Linked DNA regions of Gossypium hirsutum: region 2 is linked to region 1. Evidence: chromatin contacts called from public Hi-C data. All regions are on one chromosome and are shown on one strand. The core of a region is the stretch at or near the end of the contact, and the rest is flanking DNA. Distances in the headings are between cores, read along the strand shown.

The links. A called contact is a pair of places that touch in the nucleus more often than the background predicts.
Region 2: a Hi-C map of leaf shows a contact between it and region 1, with 2.3 times the contacts expected there. The contact joins two enhancer-like sites. A contact is called at or near these places in 4 of 34 Hi-C or Micro-C datasets (leaf, stem and an unstated tissue).

Annotation. Positions count from the first base shown.
Region 1 is chrD13:12,819,655-12,824,974 of Gossypium_hirsutum_v2.1, reverse strand. No RefSeq gene overlaps it. Among protein-coding and RNA genes, the nearest start is that of LOC121202983, 8.4 kb to the right of the region's middle. Within about 2 kb of position 3,889, at least 6 of the 9 cell types and tissues checked have an H3K27ac peak or open chromatin away from gene starts, as enhancers often do. A contact at or near this core is called in leaf, where this site is marked.
Region 2 is chrD13:12,892,754-12,898,816 of Gossypium_hirsutum_v2.1, reverse strand. No RefSeq gene overlaps it. Among protein-coding and RNA genes, the nearest start is that of LOC107920479, 15 kb to the left of the region's middle. Within about 2 kb of position 3,441, at least 5 of the 9 cell types and tissues checked have an H3K27ac peak or open chromatin away from gene starts, as enhancers often do. A contact at or near this core is called in leaf, where this site is marked.

The DNA of each region.
Region 1 (5,320 bases), core at 2,640-5,139:
ACTCCATTAAAAACAACCCCAAATCGTTTAGTTTTTTTGGAAGCTCCTCTTTGCTCATTGCCCAACCTTGTTTAACTTGATCTTCAAAATCCTCTTCTAAATTCCAGTCAGCATTAAATCGAAACGAAATTCTTCTCCTTACTTGGGATCCTTTCCTTTTACCAGATGTATCCACTAATCCTTTCCTTTTATCGGATGTGTCCATTAACACTGGGCAGTGATCAGAAAAACTCTTGTTTAGATGTGATACCACATATTCTAAAAAATGTGCTCACTATTATGAATTTGCCTCTTTTCTATCAAGACATTCTCTTATGTTGTTAGTTACCAACCTCCCTCTCTCCTAAGTGAACCACTACCCTTGGAAACCTAGATTACTTAAATCACATTCTTCAAGTATATCCCTAAATGCTTTCATTTGACGCTCTTCCCATAGTCTCCCTCCTCTTTTTTTTTAAAGAGAACATTACTTCATTGAAATCACTCATAACAAGCCATGGTGATTAGGCTTCTTTATTTAGACGTCTTAACAAATTTCATGAATCTTTCCTCAAATTTTCAACTAAAGCCCCATAAAATCCAGTGAACCTCTAGCTTGTTCCCCCGTTGTCTTCAGTAAGTCGATGTAGGAGTTAAAAAACTTTTTAGATTAATATTATGGTTATTTTTCCACCCTAATGATAATCCCCCCTTGAGCCCTCCACACTAACAACAATCCCATGTACAAACCCGCATGATCTTCTTATCCTTTCCATCTTCCTTGAGCTTACTTTTGTTTCTATTAGAAACAAAAGTTGAGGCTAAACCTGTCTCAAATAGTTTTTCAGACACCTTATTATCTGTGGTTACCCCCATCCACGAATGTTCAAACTTAAAGTTTTCATTTCGACCGATCAACCTACTTATTAGCAGTCGCAAATATAAAATTATTTGAATCTGTTTCTATTGGATTTTTGTTAGTAACTTTTGTTAGTAACATCAATATGATTTTTCTGTTGTCTTTTCTTACCCTCTAATAAACTATAGGCTGATCTTCCACATACCCCCTTCATCTTTCGCTTTATTGAGATCTGTAGGACACTCCACCCCATTCTTGCATGTCATCCTTGCTTATCGATCTTTGATACTTTTATTTCTTAATTCCACTATAACACCTTTCACCATTGATTCGTTAACTTTATTTCTGATAGTAGGCTCTATTTGCATACTCTTCCTTCAATCACCTTCCCTAGAATCGATTCTACCATACCCCTTAGTTCCTCTCGAATCCATTGGCTATCTATCACAGTAGTCCTCCTTGATGAGGCATAAAGGGATATGTCCCACCCAAAAACCACCTCTTGTGAACCTAATGTTAAATAAATTGGACATAAGGTTTCCTCGTGCCCTAATCTCCCACATAAAAAACAGAATAATGACAGCTTTTCATATTAGAATGTAACATAGGTTGATTTATCCTGTCCAAAAATAATACATTTCTTCCTTTTAAGCAGGCTCCAAACATCTAATCGTACTTTTATGCACATAAATTTTCTTACTCCTTTAAAGATAATTACTACATCATATTTAAAAAAAAAAAGGCCAATGAAATTTCCCATCTGTCTTGCCATATTTTCTGACATACAACCTATCAGCAAATTGTGGATGTACACCCAAAAATTTGTGATAACCAGTAGGACTTGTATTGGATCCTTCCCTTTTTCTAGCCAGTGGAAGATAATTAAATGTCTATTAAAGAACCAAGGCATACCATCAATAACCCTTTTTAAATCCAGTTTGTTGTATAACAGAAAAAAGAGTTCTTTTTCTTCAATCTCGGTAATGGAGACACCCGCAATTAGGTGCCATAGCTTGGCCAGGACGTTTCTCATCAATGGAAAGTGAACTATCCCGTTAGTTAAGACTTTTCCCACCAGGCACATGCAAAAATCTTCATATCCCTCTTCCTCATCTTGTTCTAGTAATGGGTCTTCCTCTTCATTGCCAATACTTAAATTAGCTAGATCTTCCTCCATCGATAAATGGGCACTTTATGAAACAAAAAACTCAAAACTCTTCAACGCTCAAAAAGATTGAGAGAAAGGCATACTCGCCTACCTGTGAATTCGTGTAGACGAAAGGAACAAAAAAAAAGAAGAGAAAAAACCCCTAATATCCTTACGAATTTAAATATATAAAAATAACTATGGAAAATAAAATATGTTTTAATCCAAAATCAAAATTTTATAACTCATCTATTTTGAGACTTATATTAATATTATAGTTTCATCTATTTAATTTCAAATATATATATAATTATTTAAAAATATAAATATTTTTATAATAAATCATGTTTAGTTTCAAGAAACAGAAGTGCTTTCATTTTGGTTTTCTTAAAAAATAGAATAAACTAATGATAAGATTAAAGATTTTGAAAAATGAAATATGTTAAAAGCAGGGGAAAAAAACAAATAGTTGATTTCATTCCTATATTTAAAAATGCTTCATAAAATAAGAAAATTTTAAAACAAGCAAAAATATTTTTCTAACTTTCAAATATGGAATCCATATAAATATAGAATTTTTTTTATTTTATTTCTCATGTTTCTATTATAGGAAAATATGTATTAAAAATTTTTGCATATTTTCATTAATGAAAACAAATTTTTATTTACTAAATGTGTTTTTTAAACTTTTTAAAATTAAAATAAAAATATTTTTAAAAATCAAACATCTTCCTCATTATAGGTTTTGACTCTTTATAACACAATTCTTAGAACTACTTATAGTCCCTCCCCAACTCATAAATAGGAGGATAATACGTTTTAGCGCACTCAAATCTAAGTTTTCCTACATTAACAATAATGCTCATATCAGTTGAACTGAGACTCAATCGATATTTAATTAAAAATTTTATAAATAATATAGATATAGTTAGATGAATTTTGAATAATTAATGTTGAAAGAGTGATGGTTAGGAGGGAGAGAAATAAAAGGAGAAATGAAATATGGTATGCTTTTTAATTATTGATTGGTTGTAGCAATATTTAGTGGGAGATATTTGAATATAATTGATATCCCATTATTGTAAAGGCAAAGAAGAGGGAATACTAATTCCATTATACTTTATAGCTGGCACTGCACTTTATTGATGCTAATGCTAGCTGGGCCTGCTTGCCTTAGGCCCACAACCAAACATATTATGCACTAATCAAACACTCGTTTGCTCTTTTATATATATATATATGTGTGATTAAAAAAGAGCATCCTAATGTGAAGATCTATTGGCGGTTTTAGATTACGAGGAGATACAAATTCATATATAATTTTACATCTGGGTTTACTTTGTTCACAAGAATAATAATAATTCCTATTTTAATTTTTGTTCTCGACAAAATATTTCTAGAAAAAGTTGATTGAAACAGATATCTTTTCGATGATGGATTGGACTTGGGAGTTGTCGTATGAAAGATGAATTGGACTTTTTTGTAAAAATTAAAAAAAAAAAGGCAGCTTAACAGTGTAATGAGGAAAAGAGTGCATATGAAAGTTGCAGAGCTAGCATTTGAGTTGCCCAATAACCTAATGATCATGTTGGTATACTTAATCTGTTTACTGATCAGTTTGTTAACAATTTGATAACTACTTAGCATGCTCAATTCCTTGACTCACAGTTAGGAGTTTTAAGGCATTCTAACTACCTTAATTAGCCTATTCATATTGGGCTAACCTATAGGTAAATGTAACATGATACCATAGGATTTTGCCATTAATGGTACCTTAACAAACAAAGAACAAATACCTTCATTGGATTTTGCCTTTCTGTTTTTTTTGCAGCTCTCATATTTTAAGGATATGGCTCCTCCTTGGCTGCTTAGCCTCCTCCTTGTTATTTTGTTCTTCACCCTACTAAATATGGGTTGGATTTGAGGCTTTAAGACACATTTTCAGCCCAACTGAAATTTACCAGTTTAAACAGGTTGTCATTTTTAAAATGTAACAGGATTTAGATCAGTTAGTATATAAGCAATATACACCTTAACCTTTGTGAAAAAAGAAACTTTTAAAACTTCCAAAAAATATAAAAGAATTGTTTTAAAAAAAACTAAAAAATTAATATCTTAAAAGTAAGGTTAATTTTGTTTTCTGGTTGATTCTATTCAAATCAAATTCTTCCACCCACCTTTTGTATTTATGATTGAAGAAATGGAATGGGGTTGCTTAGACTCTCATGCCAACATAATGCTTCAAGAGGTTGTTGGCTAATACAACTTTGCCAACTATGGAGGAAACCTTTACAAAGATAATCTTTCAAGGGATTTCAAAATTCTGAGTTTAAATAACTTGTGTTCAATTTACATACATTTTCACACTATCCTGTCAGAGAATAAGTGATTGGTGATTTAAAGCAGAAGAAAGAAGAGAATTGGAGAGAGAATTAAAAGGAGTTTTTATTATTTCATTCATGTGTTTTACATCAGCTTCATATATGTATGCTGAACCACAAATACTCATGCGGCTCTTTTCACTCAATTTTCAGCTTCCTTCGGTTGCCCAACTGTTGTTATACTTCAAACAAAGAAGCTACTACTCAAATTTTATGCAACTATGTACTTTATCCCTCCATTTCTTTACAAACTCACCCAAAATGAAATAAAACCTTAAGCAATGATGTCAGAATCAGTAGTCCAACCGATGAAATTAAATCGTAAATCGATGAAAAATTGGTTCAACTGAATGAACCAGCTTATATCTTTTTTATAAAATTTTATGAATTTATATTTCATTATTTATTTTTAAACCAACGATTCAATAATCTTATCATCTACTCAACTATCATTGTTTCTCCATAAAAGCGTCACCATCACTAATCAACAAACTTTTCAAACCCTAACTAGAAAGCACAAAATAAGACATAATGTTAAATTTAATTTTTAATACCTACAATTTTTTTTTTGTCATTTTGGTCATTATTCTTTTGTAAAACTAAATTTGATCATTAATTTTTCAAAAAGGGTCAAATCGCTTTTTAACAGAAATGTTGTCTAAAACATTCTCTTTTTTTTTAACAATATTGACGTGGCAATTTATGTGTACTTCATGCTAACATGACGCAACATCAATAAATAATTTAAAAGTTAAAAAATATTCAAAAAAATTAAACATTAAAAAATGTACAAAAAAATAGCATGCAGTACATGTTTATTACCATGAAGGTTGCCATGTTTAAAAATGTTTTAGTCAATATTTCCATTTAAAACAATAATTAAGAGTCTTTTTATAAGTTGATGGTCAAATTCGCCTCTTTTGAAATGTTGAACATCAAATTTAGCTAAAAAAA
Region 2 (6,063 bases), core at 2,192-4,691, 74 kb before region 1:
TTTTCAATTGCGCATTGCTGGACATGATTGTTCTTTGATTCTTTTTCCTTTGTGCACTGTTAAGTTTTAGCCACCTTTGCATTGCTCAATTGTTCCAATGTTGTTAACATTTAATGTCGCTTATCAAGGATTTCGTGTGTTCTTTAGTTCTTTGTTCAACAAGTGTTGAATCGGGTTAGTTTTTTAGGGTGTTTTAATCGTTAGTTGGTGTTAGGAATCGCGTAATCAAGTGTGTTTATGAAATTGATGTAATTAGGGGTCGAATTGGTGTTGAATTTCACAATTGTCAGCCAATTTTGGGGTGGTTTTTGAACCACATGGGTAGCCACACAACCGTGTGGTCCTGTTTTTACAATTTTTACTCTTTATAGTAGAATGATTCGTTTTAGTCCCTCAACAATCCTTTACATGTTTAAGCTTTTATATACGTGTTTAATTGAGCTAATTTCAATGTTCGTTCAAGTTAATTATGTAATGCGTTATGCTAAACTCGGAATACAAAAATGATTGGATGCGATATTTGGAAATTGTTTATTATTGTTCCTCTACTTTGAAACTGTATACGAGTAAGTTTGATTCTGTTTCTATTAAACTAAGCTGATTTGCAAAAATGCTTATCTAATATGGAAACTAAATACAAGTATGTCAACTTTGTAAATTCGTGTGCATTTTGATTTGATATGGTTTGCATCTGCATTTGGGATTAAGAATTGATTTCGAAAAGAAGGAAGTTCGTATTGGCAATTTCACTGCACAACTATATTTTAGCGGTTTAACCGCAATAATAAAAGTTGCATACGACCATATTGAGGTGTGTTCGGTTGGATGGGTCTACAATGCCCTTATTGGTGTGTGTGTGTGTGTGTGTGATTTGTGGAGATGGTGTGTAACGGTTGGCTAGGCGGGATTTTGTATCATCCTTCATCTGATTTCGTTATGCATATATGTTATGTGTATTGATGATATTATGCATTATTCTGACATGTTTTCTGTTTATGTTTCGAATTTTGCTAATGTAAGTTTGTCCGGTTAATTAACTCTGCATTCAAGGTATTAGTCTATTACTGCTTATTTGTGTTTGTTTTAGACTCACACTGAGCTTTTGTAGCTCATACCTTTAGTTTACTCCTTTTTAGGTAACCTTCGTGATTAGGAGCTGGACTCGGCAAATTGGAGGTCTTAGAATGTTTCGTATTGGTTGGTTTAAATAAATTTTCGTAAGTTTTAAATAAGGCATTTTCAATATATCTGTAAAAGAGATTATATAAATTATGGTCTGGGTTTTGGTTTTTGGGTTCTGGACGTAAATTTCGATTTCATGCATTGGTTTTCATTTATCGAAATGACATATTTCATGTTATAAGCACATGGTTTTAAGGTAATAACCTATGAGTTTTCCGACTATAAGAAAACATCAAACTTTTTCGCTGTTTTACAAGGTTTATACTTCAATTTTAAAAACTCAAAGTTTAAGGTATTACTTTCATGAATTTTGAATTATCGCAAAATAACAGTTTTTCTGATGCAATGATGTTTTTTTTTTTTGAAATTTTCAAGTAACAATTTGGTTGATGTGGAATGACTGTAAATCAATTCAGGAAATATCAACATGGTTAAATTTAATTTTAACAAAAATAAAATCATTATTTGTTAGGTGTAAGTTATGTGTATTTCTGGGTTTATTAAATGAGTGAAATAAATGATTTATGAAATGAAATTTTAGCAATTTTTACGGCGTTTTGATTTGGACCACTTCGGGGCCAATGTGACCTCCGAAATCAGGTCATAACTTTTGGGCTGAGTTTTGGGGTGTTACACATGTTAAACATGTCTATTGTTTCTGTACTATTCTGTTACAAGCTTGGCATATTGTATTGCATGGGATGAGACAATATGAATGGAGGAAGTACTGGCAGTTTAATAATCTGCAAACACTAGTGATTCATCCAAAACTTATTGGCAGCTTGTCTGCAAATTTTTTATCTGAAAATACTAGTGATTTATCCACAATTTTTACCGGTAATTTATCTACAAATTATTGGTGGTTTATCCACAACGCGGTGTATAGGGATGGATGAGTTCTAGGGAACTCTTACTGTGGTATGTAGTGCAGTTGGGTAGGATCTTTTTTTGATAAACTGAAATTGCATTGCCATTCATAAGCACTTACATGCAAAACTATGAATTCTGAGATATTATATTTAAAAAACCGATAATCCGATTTGTTATTCAATTGTGATTATTCTGTGAGTTGTTATTCATATGTTTTGTCTAATGCCATGCATTGGTTTTCTTGTAATAGGATTCATTTTGAGCTTTTTAAGCTCACCCCACTTTAATTTCCATATTTTCAAATAACCCTCCAAGTTAAGACACGAACTTGGCACCCAAAAGGTCTTGGCTCGGAAAGCTAATTTTTTTTATAAAAGTATTTTAGATTTGTTATTTGCAATTTTTGTTATTCAGAAAACTGTATTTTTGTTTAAACTGTAGCATGAGACTTAAGTTCGGGTTTATTTGGCATGCATGACATTTATTTTGATTTAGGTTATTGAAATATGGATTATTAATTAATCATGCATAAAATTTGGTTTCCATTAAACTTATGTTAAGTATCACTTTTTCCGTTGCATTGTTATGTAAATGAAATTTGAAAAACATATAAAAATTGGAAATCGACTTTTCTAAGTAAAATTTAAATTCTATCGTTTTTGAGAAAATTATATCTTTTAGTAAAATGAAGATAACACGCTAAGTATTTCTTCAAAAAAAAATAAGCAAGTGTTTTAAACAATTGTTTTACAAAACTCCGATCGTTACTAGGCCATTTAGGTGGCAAATGTAATCTTCTGAATTCAGTCTTAACGTCTAGATTGGATTTAGGGGTTACACGATTAATTTGTAATATCAATCACTCGTGAATTTAAATAATAAAACAAATTTTGTTATCATTTTTTGGTATTATACATAAGTTTTGGATTCAATTTTTATTCTCTAATTTGGTTAAATTTAATTTTTTATTTTTTGAGTTTTAAAGTTTCAGTTATGAATCAAATGGTAGTATAAATTTATTAAATCAAAATTTGCTATTAGTTTGATACTATGTGTAAGTTTGTGGTTTTAGTCCCTATCCTCCAATTTGATCATTTTTTATTTTTATATTTTTCAAATTTTGATATTTCAGTTTTGACTCAGAATATATATTAAATTAATTAACTAAAATGATATATATTTTTTAATATTACGTGAAAAAATAAGTTGATATATTATTATACATGCGGAAAAGATTTCAGAAATAGCATAAATTATTTTAACAAGTATCATTTCTTTGAATTAAAAAGAAAAGAAAAATGAAGTAAGAAGCAGTTGGTGCGGGGTAGAGGATATTAGGATATTTTGTGCATGTGCAGAGGCATGTGGTGGAGCCATAGACCCAACAACAAGTTGAGATGTTCTAGAAAATGAAAAAGAGACACAAAACAGAACAAGCAAAGCCAGGCTGTATAACTAAAATAAACCCCACTTCCCTTAATTACCACTTAGTATCTATGGCTTTTTGGCCATCTGATTTCGACTACCCAACCAACCTCTTTTCTTTCGCTTTCTTTTTTTATCCCACATTACTCTACTTTCAGTAAAAATATGAATTCCCCATCATCATAAACCCTCTAATAAATTTCACATTTTTGTTTGAATTCCGTCATTTTTGGTCTCTAAATCTTAAAATATCACGTATCACTTAAAGTTTTTCTTATATAATTTTGTGCATTTTTAGATTATATATACTTTAATTTTTAGTTGGTGATGCTATGCCATGTAATCTACTTTAATAACGTTCAAAAAATTTTTATATTATGATATTTTAATAAGAATATAAAATTAATTTATTGTAAAATATATTTTAATATTTAAAATGTAACAAAAAAATATTTTATAAAATACATTAAATTATAAATAAGTGTTGAGAATGTTGTTTGACTTCAAAATATAAATATTACATAACACTTTTGAACTTTAAAATCTGTCTATTTAGCTTCTTGTTTTTAGTCATCAAAAATACTTTTAAAAATAATGAGAAACACTAAAGGAGTAATATATATATCAAAATTGGTTTTAGCCTCAAATTTGAAATTTAATTTACTTTAATATGTAGTATCCTTTGACCTAACACCTTACCAACTCATTAAGTTGACGTAGATATTTTTTTTTTTGCGAGTGTTAGAAAATTCTTTTCATAAAAATTCATGTTGACATCTCAACTAAAATAATTAAGAGTGATGATATTAAAAAAATAAAGAGATATTTCAAATTTAGATATACTAGAGGGATTAAAATTATATTTTAACTAAAAAAATTTATATAAAGAGAGGATGTAAGAGTGTTCAAAAATTGAATATCTGGGCGAAAAGTAAAAACATTAAAATATATATATATATATATATTACTCCCTTAAAGAATTAGTTGCAACTTATTTATTATTACCATAATTTCAGGTTGAAACTTTGGTGTATTTTTTTTAAAAAAAATTATATAAATTATTAAAAAGACAAATACTATAGAAAATTATACCGTATATTGTTAGTAGAGTTTTTTAAATTCCACGAAAGAATTAAGGGTGTGACAAATATTTTATAAAATGTAATCTACAAATAAAAAATTAAATATATAAATAAATACGACACTTTTATATTCTGAACCCACTTAAAGAATCTAAAAAACTTCACAATTATATCAAATAATTACCCAAATATCGATCTCATAACATGTGTTATTTATTTTTAAAAATAAAGTTTTAACCATTTTCTAACTAAATTAATATTTGGATTAATTATAACAGAGAGAGCAGGCACTGGGTTGACTGATAATGAGATATTATGAAGCGTGTGTTGCGCGGCAGATGCGAAAGGCCCAGCCAACTTGTGGTGCCTTTCATTCGTGCCTTATACACGCTCCAAAACAGTTGAATAATTGCTGTAGCCATTTATTAAATAAAACGACAACTCCATTTGTAATTATTTTGAATAATGCCTGCAATGGGCTATTAAAAATTATATATATGTAAAGGGTAAATTACATTCAAAGCCATTAATTATTAGTAAGCTCAATTTTAAAAATTTATAAAAAGATTATTGAACTATTCGAAAATTTTTATTTAAGTCATCAGGTTGTTAAGTTTTTATTCAAGCGACTATTCAATGATCAGTATAGTAGATTAGTACCTATTAATAAGTAGAATAACATACTTTAGGTCTAAGTCAATCTGATGGTTAGTTCGGAGATCGAAAAAGAAAATTGTTTCGAGTTTGGCTCATAGATTTGTGACATTCAAAATTGTTTCATAAAAAAAATTGAACTATAAAAGAATCGGATAAAGAAAGCTTTCAATTAGAACAGACAATGCGAATAAAGAAAGGCATACAATAGCGTTTTTAGTAGTCAAAAATTTTGCTTTTATCCCGTGTCATTCTCTTGGCTGTAATTCTTATCAACTACTTAAGAAATTTAAACAAATTGGACGCGAAATTAGCCAGAAATTTGTTTCATTATGGCATTTTAAGTCAAACGAAAATTGTTACGTTATTTAAATATTTTAAAAACTAAATAAAAAATACATCTTTTTAAATTTAAAAGTAGTTCAGACATTTTGAATTTGAAAGCCAACGACCAACTGATCAACACGCCACCTTCTTTGGAAGATAATTTAGGGCTGAAAAAATATTTTTTTTTAAATTTAAGTTTAAGTGTTTTAGAGTAAAAAATATTTATTTAATTCGTTAATATTATAATATTTTAATAAAATATAAAAAAATTATTGTCATTATTTTTAAAATTTAATTTGAATATATAATTTATATTTTAATTACTATTATAAATTTAAATATATAATTTTTTATATTTAAAATAAATTTTAATAAAAGATAATTATATACTTATATAAAATATATTAGGATATAAATAAAGATTAAAGATGTAATTGGTTTCAAAAGCTAACATTTTTAAAAAAATAATGAGAAACAAAGCCCAAGACTATAAACTATATTAAAGATTATATTAAAAAAATCA